Linked DNA regions of Zea mays: region 2 is linked to region 1. Evidence: chromatin contacts called from public Hi-C data. All regions are on one chromosome and are shown on one strand. The core of a region is the stretch at or near the end of the contact, and the rest is flanking DNA. Distances in the headings are between cores, read along the strand shown.

Evidence for each region. Hi-C and Micro-C count contacts between places; a contact is called where the count stands out from the background.
Region 2: a contact with region 1 is called in a Hi-C map of leaf, with 5 times the contacts expected there. The contact joins two enhancer-like sites. A contact is called at or near these places in 2 of 25 Hi-C or Micro-C datasets (bundle sheath and leaf).

Annotation. Positions count from the first base shown.
Region 1 is chr1:144,974,591-144,981,259 of Zm-B73-REFERENCE-NAM-5.0, reverse strand. No RefSeq gene overlaps it. Among protein-coding and RNA genes, the nearest start is that of LOC103639215, 42 kb to the right of the region's middle. Within about 2 kb of position 3,354, at least 14 of the 20 cell types and tissues checked have an H3K27ac peak or open chromatin away from gene starts, as enhancers often do. A contact at or near this core is called in bundle sheath and leaf, where this site is marked.
Region 2 is chr1:145,186,563-145,193,822 of Zm-B73-REFERENCE-NAM-5.0, reverse strand. No RefSeq gene overlaps it. Among protein-coding and RNA genes, the nearest start is that of LOC100193705, 54 kb to the left of the region's middle. Within about 2 kb of position 4,747, at least 18 of the 20 cell types and tissues checked have an H3K27ac peak or open chromatin away from gene starts, as enhancers often do. A contact at or near this core is called in bundle sheath and leaf, where this site is marked.

The DNA.
Region 1 (6,669 bases), core at 2,105-4,604:
CCACACCACCGCAAAACTGATCAGTCCTACCTCCTCAGAGGCGCAATAGGATACCATGCCTATTTCTGAGGAAATGAGGGCTTCATCGACATCAAGAGCTACTACAAAATTGTAGAAGGATAGACTGTCGAAGCTGATCTATATTGACATTGGTCGATCCACTTTGAAGGAGAAAGCTTTGCAGTCTATGAGGAGACTTGGCTATTTTAGCAGCAAGGTGAATGTGCACCTTCCTAGGGAAGAGACAATGCCAAAGCCGAGAAAAGACAAAGTTGTTGTTTATAAGAGTTTCTTCAAGGCGGGACTTTGGCTTCCCATGTATAAGATGATTGCAAAGGTATTGCAGCGATGCGAAGTGTTTATGCATCAATTGGCTCCAAATGCCATGGTTCGACTTAGTGTTTTCATCTGGCCATACGAAGCCAAGGCAGTCGTACCGACGCTGATGTGTTTTGCAAGATTCGCAATTAACATTACCAGATGAAGGCAAGGGATGAAACATGCCTTCATAATAACTTCAGGTGTTATAACTTTGCTTACCGCAAAGATACAAGTGGTCTAGTTCTGGCCTACCGAACCAAGTGGTATGGCGACTGGACAAAACAATAGTTCTATGCCGATGTTGACTCCAAACAACACGAAGATTTTAAGGGTATGCTGAGGAGACCTTTGGACGTGAGCTTTGCTTTAAAGAGGCCAAAGTGTGAGATGAGCAAAGCTGCTGATGAATGTTTCAAAGCCTTCAGTACAATCATTAAGAAGATTGGATCTCAAGATCTAGTTCAAGAGGTGCTTGATTATAATTTATATCCAACTCAGATTGGATGGAAAGTGCCCAAGGAGATGAAGTGTAAAGATGAACTTGTTATATTAGCTTTTGACTTCAAAGAACAGTCTTCATATAAGGCTCCTTTGGCTAGGTGGCTGAATTTTATTGAAGAGAAATGCAGTGAAATGTGCGATAATTACCATACTAGAGAGCACGAAGATATGTAATCTACCTTTGGAGGCCGAGGGAAGCTTCGATTTAATAGGGTTATGGATGCCCTAGGGTTTGAATACCTAGATTATGAAGATCTTTCGGCCATGTCGGGTCTAGATAGAAAAGGAAGAGGGCTGCAAAGAATGAGGCTGAAGAGAAATCTTCTAGCCATGTGAAGAAGAAAGCTAAAACATTTGTTCAGAAGGATGCAGTCGCAAAAAAGGCTTCGGCATAAATGAAAACTACAACTATCCTAGAGCAGGATAAAAGAAGCACCACTAGTACCTCGATACTGGGTTGCACTCGGATTCTTGAGGTAATGACTCGACCGCTACCATTTTCCCCTTTAAGTCCCTTCGGACCAACTGTAACACCTCTGGTGTTACGAGAACTTAAATTTTGGCATGACATCATACGCACTGACATTACATTGGTTGTAATACACCTAGATGCATTCACTAGGCTAAAATTTCAAAACAAAAACATGTGATTTGATGCTTGTGTGATGGTATGATCTAGTAAGGGAATCCTTAACTCTAGGTAATAAAATCTTTCCAAGGCCTAGGATCATGCAACCTTATGATTTAAGCATGAGGGAGTGGTCTTACCAAGTTTGGTAGACATGATCAAGAAATGATGATTATGAAAGATTAAACACTAGAAATGTACCCTAAGACATTTAAAACCCTAAATTGGAGCCCAAAACCCTAATTAGTGCCCTATAGGGTGATTTAAAATTCTTAATCACTTTTTGCCAAAAGTGTATATATCAAAGTAATAGAGTAACAAAAACTAAGCAACTTTTATATTTGGAGGTTTCCAAGTTTTGTGGTGAAACTTGGAGTAATTTGTAAAATTTCAAAAGCACTCCATTCTTGAACCCTGAAAAACAGTGTTATTGAGCCAACTTTGGGCTCTTGCATCCCTTAATCCATAAGGGTTTTGCTATAAGTAATCACGGCAAAGTTGTAGAGCTACTATAGTAGTACAAATTTTTTTAAGTGACTTAGCCTATGAACTGTATGGAACTGGGAGTAAAATTCCCTGGAACTCGGGCTGTTAGTCAAGCAGTATTCTGAACTTAGACTGACAGTGGCATTAGGTTGACTTTGGAGCTAAATTTAGGATGATCCAGTAAAGTTAAGCCCAAGATTCCTGTGACAAAGTTGAAGATGTTATATGGGAGAACAACTTTGCTGCAGTCGTGTTGGTATGCTACTACATGGAAAGGGGAGTAAAATGCTCCCCAAAACTCCATGTCAGTCTGTCTCATATGGTTGTTCAGTGTAACAGTTAACTGAAGAAGATCAGGTTCACTGCACTTCGCCGCCGACGATCTTGCGTCGTGGTCTGCGTGTCGGTTGAGAAGTGTGCGCGCAGCGGCGCAGGTGAGTGAAAATATCGGCGGGGAGGGTGAAAAGATCGTCGTGGGGTGAACTTGGGCCCTGTCGCAAGCTTGCCCGTAGCACCGCTTGCCCAGCGTCATGGCCATGGGATCGTCGTCGTTGATCCATCGTCCTCCCGGTTGTGCCACACGGTAATTCATTTATTACCTCGCAGTAGTCATGGCGGCTGTCGAAGAGTACCACTAGGTCATCGGGTTACCAAAGCACCATGGTGAATGAGCTCGGGTGACTCATCCACTCAATGCCATGAGCTCAACCTTGCCCAAATTCGTGGCACTGGTGGTCGATCCCTATAAATTGACGACTCTCTTATCTTTGCCCTCTTGTTACGGACCCAGTGCACCACCACTCACTTCATTTCATCGACCATAGCCTGAGAACTCTGGATTTCCCCGGAATTGGCTGGAACGCCGCCGCGAGAGACCTCGCCGTGGCCAGAGAATTCCAGGTTGGTTTATACCTCTCTGGTTTGTGTTCTAGTGTCCTTAGGGTCTCATGTTTCTCGTCGACTTGACCATTTGAACTCTATCGTAGTAAACTAGCCGGACCATTGTCTTGTCATTGCGGAACGCTGCCATGGGCCATCGCAACAGGAATAGCCAATTTGGGCTTTCCTCCTATGGTCTCTGCCACCGTTCCCAAACCTAGACATACTCGTGATGCTTACCGTGTCCTCAATTTGAACTCTACCATACCCGAACCCCGGAACCAAGCTTGGTTACCCTCGGTGTCCGCCATGAACTTGAGCAGCCGAGACTGCGGACCATAGATGCTCGATTAACCATGGAGTAGAGGTCGGGTAGGTTCAAAAATAAGACTCGGGTGCTCACTACCACCAGAACAGGTCACCGGAGATGAGTCGGGGCGGCTCCGACCAAGTGTTCGATCGGTGCATGGTCGGGGACGTGACCCCATGAAGGAATAGAAATAAGAGGGCTTAAGCGAAAAGGTCAGCAACACAGTGAACAATATTGTGGACTCTTCACTAGTTATTTGAATGGCCAGGGGCCTTTGCGCAAAGTCGCGCGCGAGCGCGGGCTTCGGTCGCGGAGGCTGCCTTTTGGGCAGGATGGGCCAACTCAGGCTGAATTCGACCCGGTCCTATTCATAATTTGCTGATAGCGTGAAATCCATTAATCCGTGTTTGCTATATTAGAGCCTCAGCCTCTCAACCGACATATAGAGTTGTGTCCAGTATTGTACATAATGTTTCACATAGCGAGGTTCAAACATATCCATATGTTACTATATTAAATCTAAGTACAGATGCATAATTCATGCAAGATATTTGCATGAAAAACATGAATGCCTGAATGGCATCATTCAAATGCTTTATATAGGCATGTATCTATAGCATTTTCTTACTGCATACTGCAATTTATTTATCAAACTGGACATTTACGGAAGTGAACTGATAAGGCTTTGTTTGGTTATAGTGGGATTGAAGTGGATTGAGGTGTATTGAAGGGGATTGAAAAAAAATTAGTTCATATTACACTCCAATACACCACATACCACCTCAATCCACTTCAATATCATATTATCCAAACAAGCCCTAAGTAGGGTGAGAATTTAGGAGGTGTGGGAATCTGCACCACTCCATCGTACAATTCTGTCACCTACGGACCTCCATCATATTACCACATTCTGGATGATATCTTCAATTCAATAAGATGACATCATTTAAAATAAATTAAACTGACACTATTTTAATATTTGAGGAATCCATAAGCATAAGATATAAATAAATTAAAGCCATTATTGACTAAGTCATAAATTTTTAGTGACGAGGTCTCACTGTTACATTTTAGTCATAATTAAAGGAACATCCTAACAACATCAAGATGCATTTCAGTGAATTTGTAACATTTGCCATCACTAGCAGGCTTGTCTAGGCGGTGACGAACACTGACCTTTACCTGTTCGACGACAGCACTAGCAAAGCTCGTGGGTTGTGCCCACTAGAGAACACGTCGACATCAGAGGGTAGGCCAGCTGGGACTAACAACCGGAGGCAGGCGGGAGATTAACGTCGGAGGGTAGGTCGGCAAGGGTCCCTAGTCCCAGCAGGCAAGCAGTGGCGGCGCGCTCCTGTGCTGGTCTCGAGTGGATAAGGCATGGGTGACGAGAGGGTGGAGAGGAAGTGGGTCGAAATGGTTCACTTGTTTTTGAGGAATCACTAGAACCCATATTTTCAATAAGTATTTCGACCCAGAACCAACCTAACCCGCGGGTCTTTTGAACCAAACACGAGTTGTTGTGGATTGAACCCGTTCCAACCCGCGTTAACTGAAAGGGAAAAGTGCCCTTGGGCCATTTCTAAGTATTTTGGTGATTTAGTGTCCAACACAAGTGCTTAAATGATAAACTATGCCAAATGGTGGATAAGGTGCAAATAAATACAAAGGTATGATTCTAGACTTAGTACATTGGTTTTTGTGTACTAACATGTTTGTCTAAGTGCTAGAATCAGAGAAAATACAATTGGAAAAGCTTGGCTCGAAGCAGCCAAGAGTCTGCTCAGTCTAGGTGCACCGGACAGTGACCGGTGCGTCAGGCTGGCGTCTGTCAACTGGCTGCTCTCGGGTTTCATCGGCGGCGTACGACTATAAATCACCGGACTGTCCGGTGGTGCACCGGACTGTCCGGTGAGCCAACGGTCGGCCGCGTAATCCGCGCGCGACGCGTGGCAGAGCCAATGGTCAGAAGGGGCACCGGACTGTCCGGTGTGCACCGGACAGTGTCCGGTGCGCCAACGGTCGGCTTCGCCAAAGAAGGAAAGAAATCTGCACCGGACTGCCCGGTGCGCCAGGCGACAGAAGGCAAGAATTGCCTTCCTGGAATGCTCTCAACGGCTCCTAGCTGCCTTGGGGCTATAAAAGGGACCCCTAGGCGCATGGAGGAGAACACCAAGCATCCTTTGAGCATTGTTGATCACTCACACTTCATTCTTGCGCACTTGTTCGACATTCTTAGTGATTTGAGCTCTGTTCTAGTGAGAACCTTGAGATATTGTTTTGAGCTCAAGTCTTGGTCTTGTGTGTGTGTATTTGCTGTGGTTTTGAGTGTGTCGCTTCCCTCCCTTACTCTAGTGCTTCATTTTGATTCTTATTGTAAGGGCGAGAGACTCCAAGTTGTGGAGATTCCTCGCAAACGGGAAAGAGTAAAGTAAAGAAAATCACTGTGGTATTCAAGTTGATCATTGGATCACTTGAGAGGAGTTGAGTGCAACTCTCGTCCGTTGGGACGCCATAACGTGGAGTAGGCAAGTTTTGTACTTAGCCGAACCACGGGATAAATCCTCGTGTCTCTTGTGCTTGTCCTTATTGTGTCTATTGTGCTTCACAAGAGGTCTCCTCTCTACTCACTTGATTTCATTGTTCTAACTCTTAATCAAGTTTGTGGTGTTAAGTTTTAAGTTTTATAGGATCACCTATTCACCCCCCTCTAGGTGCTCTCAATTGGTATCAGAGCCGTTCTCTTCAAGAAAGGAACTAATCACCCGAAGAGATGGATCCTAAGGGCAAGGGGATGGTGGTCAATGATAAGGAGAAGGAGTCCTTCGTCAATGATCCAAAGGATGACAAGCCTACCGACTCAGGCTCCAGCCACAAAAGAAAAGATGGGAGGAAGAAGAAAACAAGGCGCATCAAGGAGATCATCTACTACGATGACAGAGACGAGTCCTCTTCTTCCCAAAAGGACGACGACAACGACTATGAGAAAAAGAAGACGGTTAATTCAAACTTCTCTTTTGATTATTCTCGTATTCCGCATAGTTCAAATGCACATTTGCTTTCCATTCCTCTTGGCAAACCTCCACACTTTGATGGGGAGGACTACGGATTTTGGAGTCACAAAATACGTAGTCACTTGTTCTCTCTCCATCCAAGTATATGGGAAATAGTAGAAAATGGAATGCACTTTGATAGTACGGATAGTCCCATGTTCATTAATGAACAAATTCACAAAAATGCACAAGCCACTACTGTTCTTCTAGCTTCATTGTGCAGGGATGAATACCATAAGGTGAGCGGCTTGGATAACGCCAAGCAGATTTGGGACACCCCCAAGATCTCACATGAGGGGAACGACGTCACCATGCTCACCAAAATGGAATTGGTGGAGGGCAAACTTGGGAGATTCGCAATGATCAGGGGCGAGGAGCCAACCCAAACTTACAACCGGCTAAAGACCCTCGTCAACAAAATAAGGAGCTATGGAAGCACGCGATGGACAGACCACGACGTCGTCCGCCTAATGCTAAGGTCTTTTACTATC
Region 2 (7,260 bases), core at 3,498-5,997, 210 kb before region 1:
TAACTATCACTGTCATCAGAATCTTCAGACAAACCCTCCATTATCTCCTTAGTAATTTTCTCTGTATTCGTCTTTGCCATAGACTCATAAAACCCAGCAATAAAAGGGTCCGCAACTTTCTTTTCTTCATACAACTTCTTCTCCTTAGTCAGTTTCTTCTCCTTAGTCAGCTTCTTCTCCTCAGACATAGAGCAAGCACGTCTTTAAACCGAAGCTCGAAAATCAGGCGAGAGCTGATGAGCAAGAGCTAAAAATTTGAGAAAACAACGCAAACAGCAGAAATGGCGTATCAAAATGCTGCCGCTGTGGGTTCCTATTTATACGCCTAGCGCCTTGCAACTTGGCGGCCCTGTTTGTCATTGACTTTCGCTATTCTAGCGAAGGGAAGGTGTTTTTTCGAACCTTCGGCTTAAGGCCTTCGTTCACGTCGCAGTCTAAATTTGTTGTCACAACAAATTAATACTGCGAGGGGCTACTGTTGGGGGCCTTCACCTTCTGAAGGTCCTCGAAAACACGGCTAACATGTTTTCCAAGTATAATATATATACAGGGATCTTCGGCCTTGGGATGAAGCTATACACGATATGAAAAGCGCGGTTCGGGAGAAGGATTAACCTATGGAGAAGCTTCGGCTTAGCGGTGGAAAATGAAACCGATTGTGGGGTGAACCACTTCCGGTGCAAATTCTTCTAAAAGAGCTTCATATCCCTAGTCCCAAGGCAGAAAGATTGTGGGGTGATAATATTGGAGCAAAACATTTGTCATCTAATCTTGTGTTCTATGCTAGGACAAAGCATATAGAAGTTGATTATGATTTTGTTCGATAAAATGTTCATAGAAGAATGCTTCGAGATTGATTTTGTTCCTCCAAAGGATCATGTGGCTAATGGATTTACTAAAGCTTTATCTACAATATTATTAGAAAACGTTAAGCACAAGCTTAGTTGAGGGTGGCTATTAGGAGACATTGTATAGGATAAGAAGTTGTAATTAGAATCGGTCCTATATATGTACGTCACCGTGAGAGGTTGTTCGAGATCAACACAAAATACATGAAGACCCGAGTTTAGTCTGTTGGTGATTCTTCCAAGTGCCTCTATACTTTTTCACATATAATCGACCATGGCAAGGAATAAAAATTAGTCCAATGCCATAACCACATTCGTGATAAGCTTACTGACTATTATAGACATCTATCCAAGAAACACTAGGCAACTGAAGAAGGTTAGTTGCTCTCTATTGTAGCTCCCCAGTGCAGTTCTGTAGTTGGTAGCCTTATGTGTTGAAATGATCACGATAGAATCAATTTGGTACTAGAATTGTGTAGAAGTTTGCATGAAGTAAACTAAAGCTAGTGTTTGTAGTGGCTATTAGGATCATCTGTTATGCTAACCACTTTGCTCTAGCAAGTTGTTGGGGGCCTTCATCTTCCGAAGGTCCTCAAAAACACGGCTAACATGTTTTCCAAGTATAATATATATACAGGAACCTTCGGCCTTGGAATGAAGCTGTACACGATATGAAAAGCGCGGTTCGAGAGAAGGATGAACCAGTTTCGAAGCAACCTGTGGAGAAGCTTCGGCTTAGCGGTGGAAAATGAAACCGACTTAAAGGGGAAAAAGCTGTCTAGTCCTCGATAGATTATCCCTAAGTCAATAGTAAATGTCAAGGGCATGGATGTAATTTTACACAGGCTGCGTCCTGTGCCTATAAATAGATGAGCAGTAGCACCGTACTGTTCACGCTGACTTGTATTCACTCGCACGTCACACCTGGATTTTCACCTTCTGTCAAGCCAAAGGTATAAATGTAATTCGATATTGTTCATGTTTATTCACGATGATATTATAAAAACATCCTAATGATGTCATATGATTATTTATGCTATTTTTCATGTTTCATATGCTTCTACTTTCATTATGATATACTGAGATGATGAAGGTATGTACTTCATACCCTTCGTCTGAAGATTATTATATCCTAAGAGAGATAATGCTTCGAAAGACGAATGTCTTTAATTATTAATATTTTGTGTTGCTTTGTTCTTAACTCATAGTATTTGATAATAAGTCCCCGACACTAGTGACTGTGAATTATAGAAGAATTTTTATAGGTTATTTATTCCCTTAAGGCATATAGATCTTTGCAGCGGCACTGATTATCAGATCTCACATAATGTCCATGTGCCTATCTCCGACGGTAGCGCATCACAGATTGCCTCCTCGTCTGTCCTTCCATACCATTTCTATGGCCAACGCTAGTAGTATTATTTATTTATACATGGCTGTTATGGGTTATTTGGAATATGTTATTTTATTTCGCTACTTGTGGTGATATATATACTAGTGAAACTCTTGATTATTAGCAGTAAATTCCTCTTTATTTAGCGATAGAGAGGGGGGTAATTACTACGTGCCACTTGATATATACATCCAAATAGATTTTAATTCGATTTTGGCAGTTATATATATCCTTAATTTTCTACGGTAACATGCACCGGTTTTTTTTGTAGGGGGTGCCATCCAGTGTACCGTGGATACTCCACGTGTGAGGGTGAGGCTAGCTCTCTTTAGTCTGCACAGAGAAAATATGAAAGGAATTGCTACACGCCACATATTCCTAATAATTTCGATTCTGAAAGCGATGATTTTCGACGATGCCTTCTTGAAAAACATGGCAAAATCCAGCCAAGCCTCAAGCTATGAGTTCCACTAGAGCAGCCATAGATATTCTTTGGATCACCACATTAAAGTTTAGCCTATCGATTGTAGACTAAAATCTAGAAACATTGTTTTGCCACTAAAACATAAAATTTTTGATGGCCTAAGTAGTCAGACATAAGCTCTATACCGTCAAACATAAATTATTTTCAACAGCTTATGTCCGACACGATGTGTCCGTTGATCCTAAAAGGTCGGAAATGATCTTATGTCAGCCGTTGAATATAGCCAATGTCCGACTAACTCACAGACATCATCGACAGTATGCTTGGTTAACGGCTGTGACGGCGTACAATGGGTCCCACACATGTTATGTCCGATGGTCTACATGCAAGTCAGATATAATAAGCTTATCTTCGATGGCTTGCATGTAGACCATCATATATTAATTTGTCTTATGTCCGACGGCTTGTCTGTAGCCGTCGGATATAATGAATTTCACATAGGTCAATATTCTCCCGGTTTTTGTTCATTCGCACAATATACATTATCACATCCTAAAATATCTAGATTTCACAACCAATACATATTCACAAATACATACATCCACAAATACATACATCCACAACCACAAACAAATACGGATATTTTTTAACATGCATAACACACATTTTATCGACAATACACATTCACAACCACACACACATATCACACATCCTCATTCACATATCACAAAGGTACACACATAGAACTTAGTTGATCCACATTCATATAGTTCCAAATTCATTAAAATGTCATAATAAAACTACTAAGTTCCAAAATTGCATAGGAATCGAATCCTAACTAACTATGCCTACCATTCGTCACCTTGTTGGTTAGAGTTGTGGCCACTTCCTCCGGCTAGACCTTGGGTGTTGAAAAGGTTGTTCACCTATGAAGTCACAGCGTCGTCTTGGCCAGATGCATCTCCAGGTGCTACAACCGAACAAGGAGGTGTCTGGAAGGCATGTAATAAATATTTGGACATTAACCAATATATTCTTTATTTTGTAACACACATTTATGTACATACTCTTACTTGGGACGCAGGAGACCTACGAGGGCGAAGGTGACTAGGTGAGCACGAGTGGCGTGACGGCGTGGGCGTCATGTGCGGCCTAGGGCGTTGCGAGGCAGCGACACGCGAGCAAACCTATGGAGCGTGGGCGTGGCGATAGCCAAGGAGGGCACGCGAGGTCCGTCGATGTCGTCGTGCGGGCGCGGATGAGGGCAGGCGCAGCGTGCACGCGCGGCCACTGGCAAGGTGGTGCTGCGTCAGGCGAGGGCGGCCGAGCGGTGGCGCCGCAGGCAGTGGTGGGTGCGTGGGAGCGGAAGCGGCGAGTGGGCACAGAAGCTGAGGCGGTGACGGAGGCTGAATTGCGCGTGCTCGTGAGAGAGAGAGGGAGAAGAGAAGGAGAGCCAGAATTGAAACGGCGGCCGGTACGGCGTTACCTAAAAATTGTCTATATCTGACGGCTTTTCTGGCAGCTGGCAAAGATAAATCCAATGTCTGACGACTGCATCAGACATTAAACAACATCTGAGGATCTGATTAGGCTGTCGGACATTAATTAAACTTCGACGCCTGATCTTCAAACCGTCAGAAATAATTATGCCATCGGAAATGTCTTCTTTTCCTTTTGTGAATGGGTTCTTTTCATCAATCAGCATCTATTAGTTTTTGTTAAATCATGGTTATATCATATTTACACCTTTTAATATTTTTCAAAACATTTTCGTCCAACCAAACACGCCTACAGTTACGAAAGGTCCCTATCATTAAGATATAGGATAGGAGAATGTCCACCGGGGTCTGGGAAGATGCGTGCGTCCACGTTGGGAACCAAATTTAGGGCCACGAGTTCCAGTCTTGGAGAAAATTGTTTGCACCGATCACTATGGATGACGTGTTTGTTACCTAGCTAGCTAGGCTAAAGTGATTGCGTCGTCTGTATGTGTCCATGACACAAAGAGACAATGCTACATAGGACAAGCAGTTTTATTTGGTGCTCTTGGGGTGGACAAAAATCATCTGCACCGGACGCGTGTTTCTTACTAACTAGCCTACAGTGATTGCACTGTCTGTACATGTCCATGACACGCAGAGACAAGGTTAGATACGACAGCCAGTTTTGTTTGGTGCTCTTGCGGTGGACAAAAACTATTTGCGCCGGTCACTGATGGTGTGTCTTTTACCTGGCTAGCCTAGAGCGATTGCATTGTCTGTACATGTCCATGACACACAGGGCCAAGGTTACGATAGGACAACCAGTTTTTGTTTCGTGCTCTTCGGTGTAACTAGCCAACAAGGTCAGATAAGAAGTGAAAGCTAAGTTTGTTTCTCTAGATGCAGCCTCTGAGGCGCTGCTTTACGAAGCGTGCGAGTCTTGCACGACATGTTTCCACGTAAACAAACACGCTTGAGCTAGTGTGTTATTTAAATGCGCTATTGTTGGATTTAAATAGGCTGGCCTATTCAATTCAATCACTTATTAAAGGTATTAAGAGAGATTAATCTCGTATTGCTAGTAGAAGAAAACTTTGATCAACTTAAAATGTCAATTTAGTATACATCTTCTGTGAAGTTAGAAAAAAGACGCTTGCCTCGTCGACCATAGGCATGTCGTGCCCTCTCTCTTCTCCATCAGTATTCTTCTACCTCATTGTCATGGCTCTACATGCGCAAATGTGTCAGATGTGGCAAGACCAGACCTCCAAAGTGATTGTTTTCTAAACTCTCACCGGCTCGGGTGAGGTACCAACAACGACTGACCGGATACATCACTGCATCAATTGAAATTCAACATCAATCGGCACAATGACTGTCATTGGGCATGTCTTTTTTGCTCTGGCTTTACATAATGTTCTTCAATATTTAGTTCATGTCCATTATGCTAGATCTACACATGCACTTTCCTATTGTTACCAACTTTGTTCTTTCAACTTTTCAGATTAAAATACAACTAAAAACCAAACATTGAAATGATCCAAAAACATGATGGGACTTTTTCGCCTGTTGGCTTAGCGAGTATATTAAAACCAAATGTTTTTGAAGGTACACACTATAAAAGGTGGCGTCAAAGATGCATATTATGGTTGACAGTCATTGAGTGTTATTTGTTGTCGAACCTAGATCACCACAACCACACGATGTCGAAGAGGAGCATCTGTTCCAGAACGTTGATACTACGTTCAAGGGGGCAACAATTGGCATACGAGGGGACTTCATATTAGATGCATATGTGATGATGCCCACTGAAAAAGAAACGAGGAATGCATTGGAGACCAAATATGGAGTGTCTGACGCTACTAGCGAACTATTTATCATGGAGCAGTTCCATGATTACATAATAACTGATGGTCGTTCAATAGTAGAAAAAGCTCATGCAACACATGTACTGCTGAAATAACTCAAGGGTTTTGGTTATGCATTGCCTGAGAAGTTTGTGCTGCGTTGCATAATTGCAAGGTTTCCACAAACTTGGATTTTGATACCTCCCTACAACATAATAAACAAGAGTTTGGTATCGTCAATCTCATTAGCTCTTTAGATGTTGAACAAAAGGCAAGAGCAAAAGATGTCTATGGCAAGAAAGTTGTTAAAGAAACTTCTGGTGCCCATGTGGTGCGCAAAAATCCCCAAAACTCCCACAAAAAGAAGTTTAAGTAAAAGCTCGAACAAAAAGAATACCATTCCTTTTTGAAACAAGAATAACAAGGAAAAAGGCAAATGTTTCACTTGTGGCAAGACCAGACATTATGCAAGGGATTGCCTAAATGCCAAGTGCAAGGCAAATAAAAAAAATGCAAATGTGATTGAGGCTTATGAACGAACTTTGGTGTATAGCAACTTACTACCTAATGTTCTTTCCATTATCATTCACCTGATTGATGGATTGATATAGGAGCCAATATTCCTATGCGTACTAAAACTTTTGGTTTTCTTCTTATCATCAGGTTAGGAGAAGTTCATTCTTGTTGATGAGGAACGGTGCGCATGCGACTGTTTGTGGCATTGGTAAGGTCAATCAGGATCTTACTTTGGGAAAGGTTGTGCAACTAAAGAACATGCAACGTGTCCCCTCAATTATTAATAATTTAATTAGTGGTCCATTTCTATCACACCTGGTTTTAGAAGGTAAACCGAATGCGAACCATGTACGTGCCAGGATCAGCAATTCACGTACACAGCAGTTACATAACTGGACATCATCACACAGTGCTCAAATAATAACATAAAAGGGGTAACAATAGTCGATTACATCATATGTCTGAGACATCCACATAGTCTTTACAATAATCAAAGTGCGTAAAAGAAACGTAGATACACGCGGCCTTCACAGGCAGGCGACTGGGGGTTGCCGCTAACTGTAAAGCCCAAAATTGGTAGAAAAAAATAATAAAATAAATAAGTAAATGACAATAGTATATTTGGAGTTGTTAAAGTTAGAAGTTGGACTCAAAACTAGAAAGTGAAAATTAATTAATAAACATAAAGAATTTCAAATATGGATATGGGTGAACGATTTTCTTCTTCTCTCTTTCATGAAGTAAGCATTAG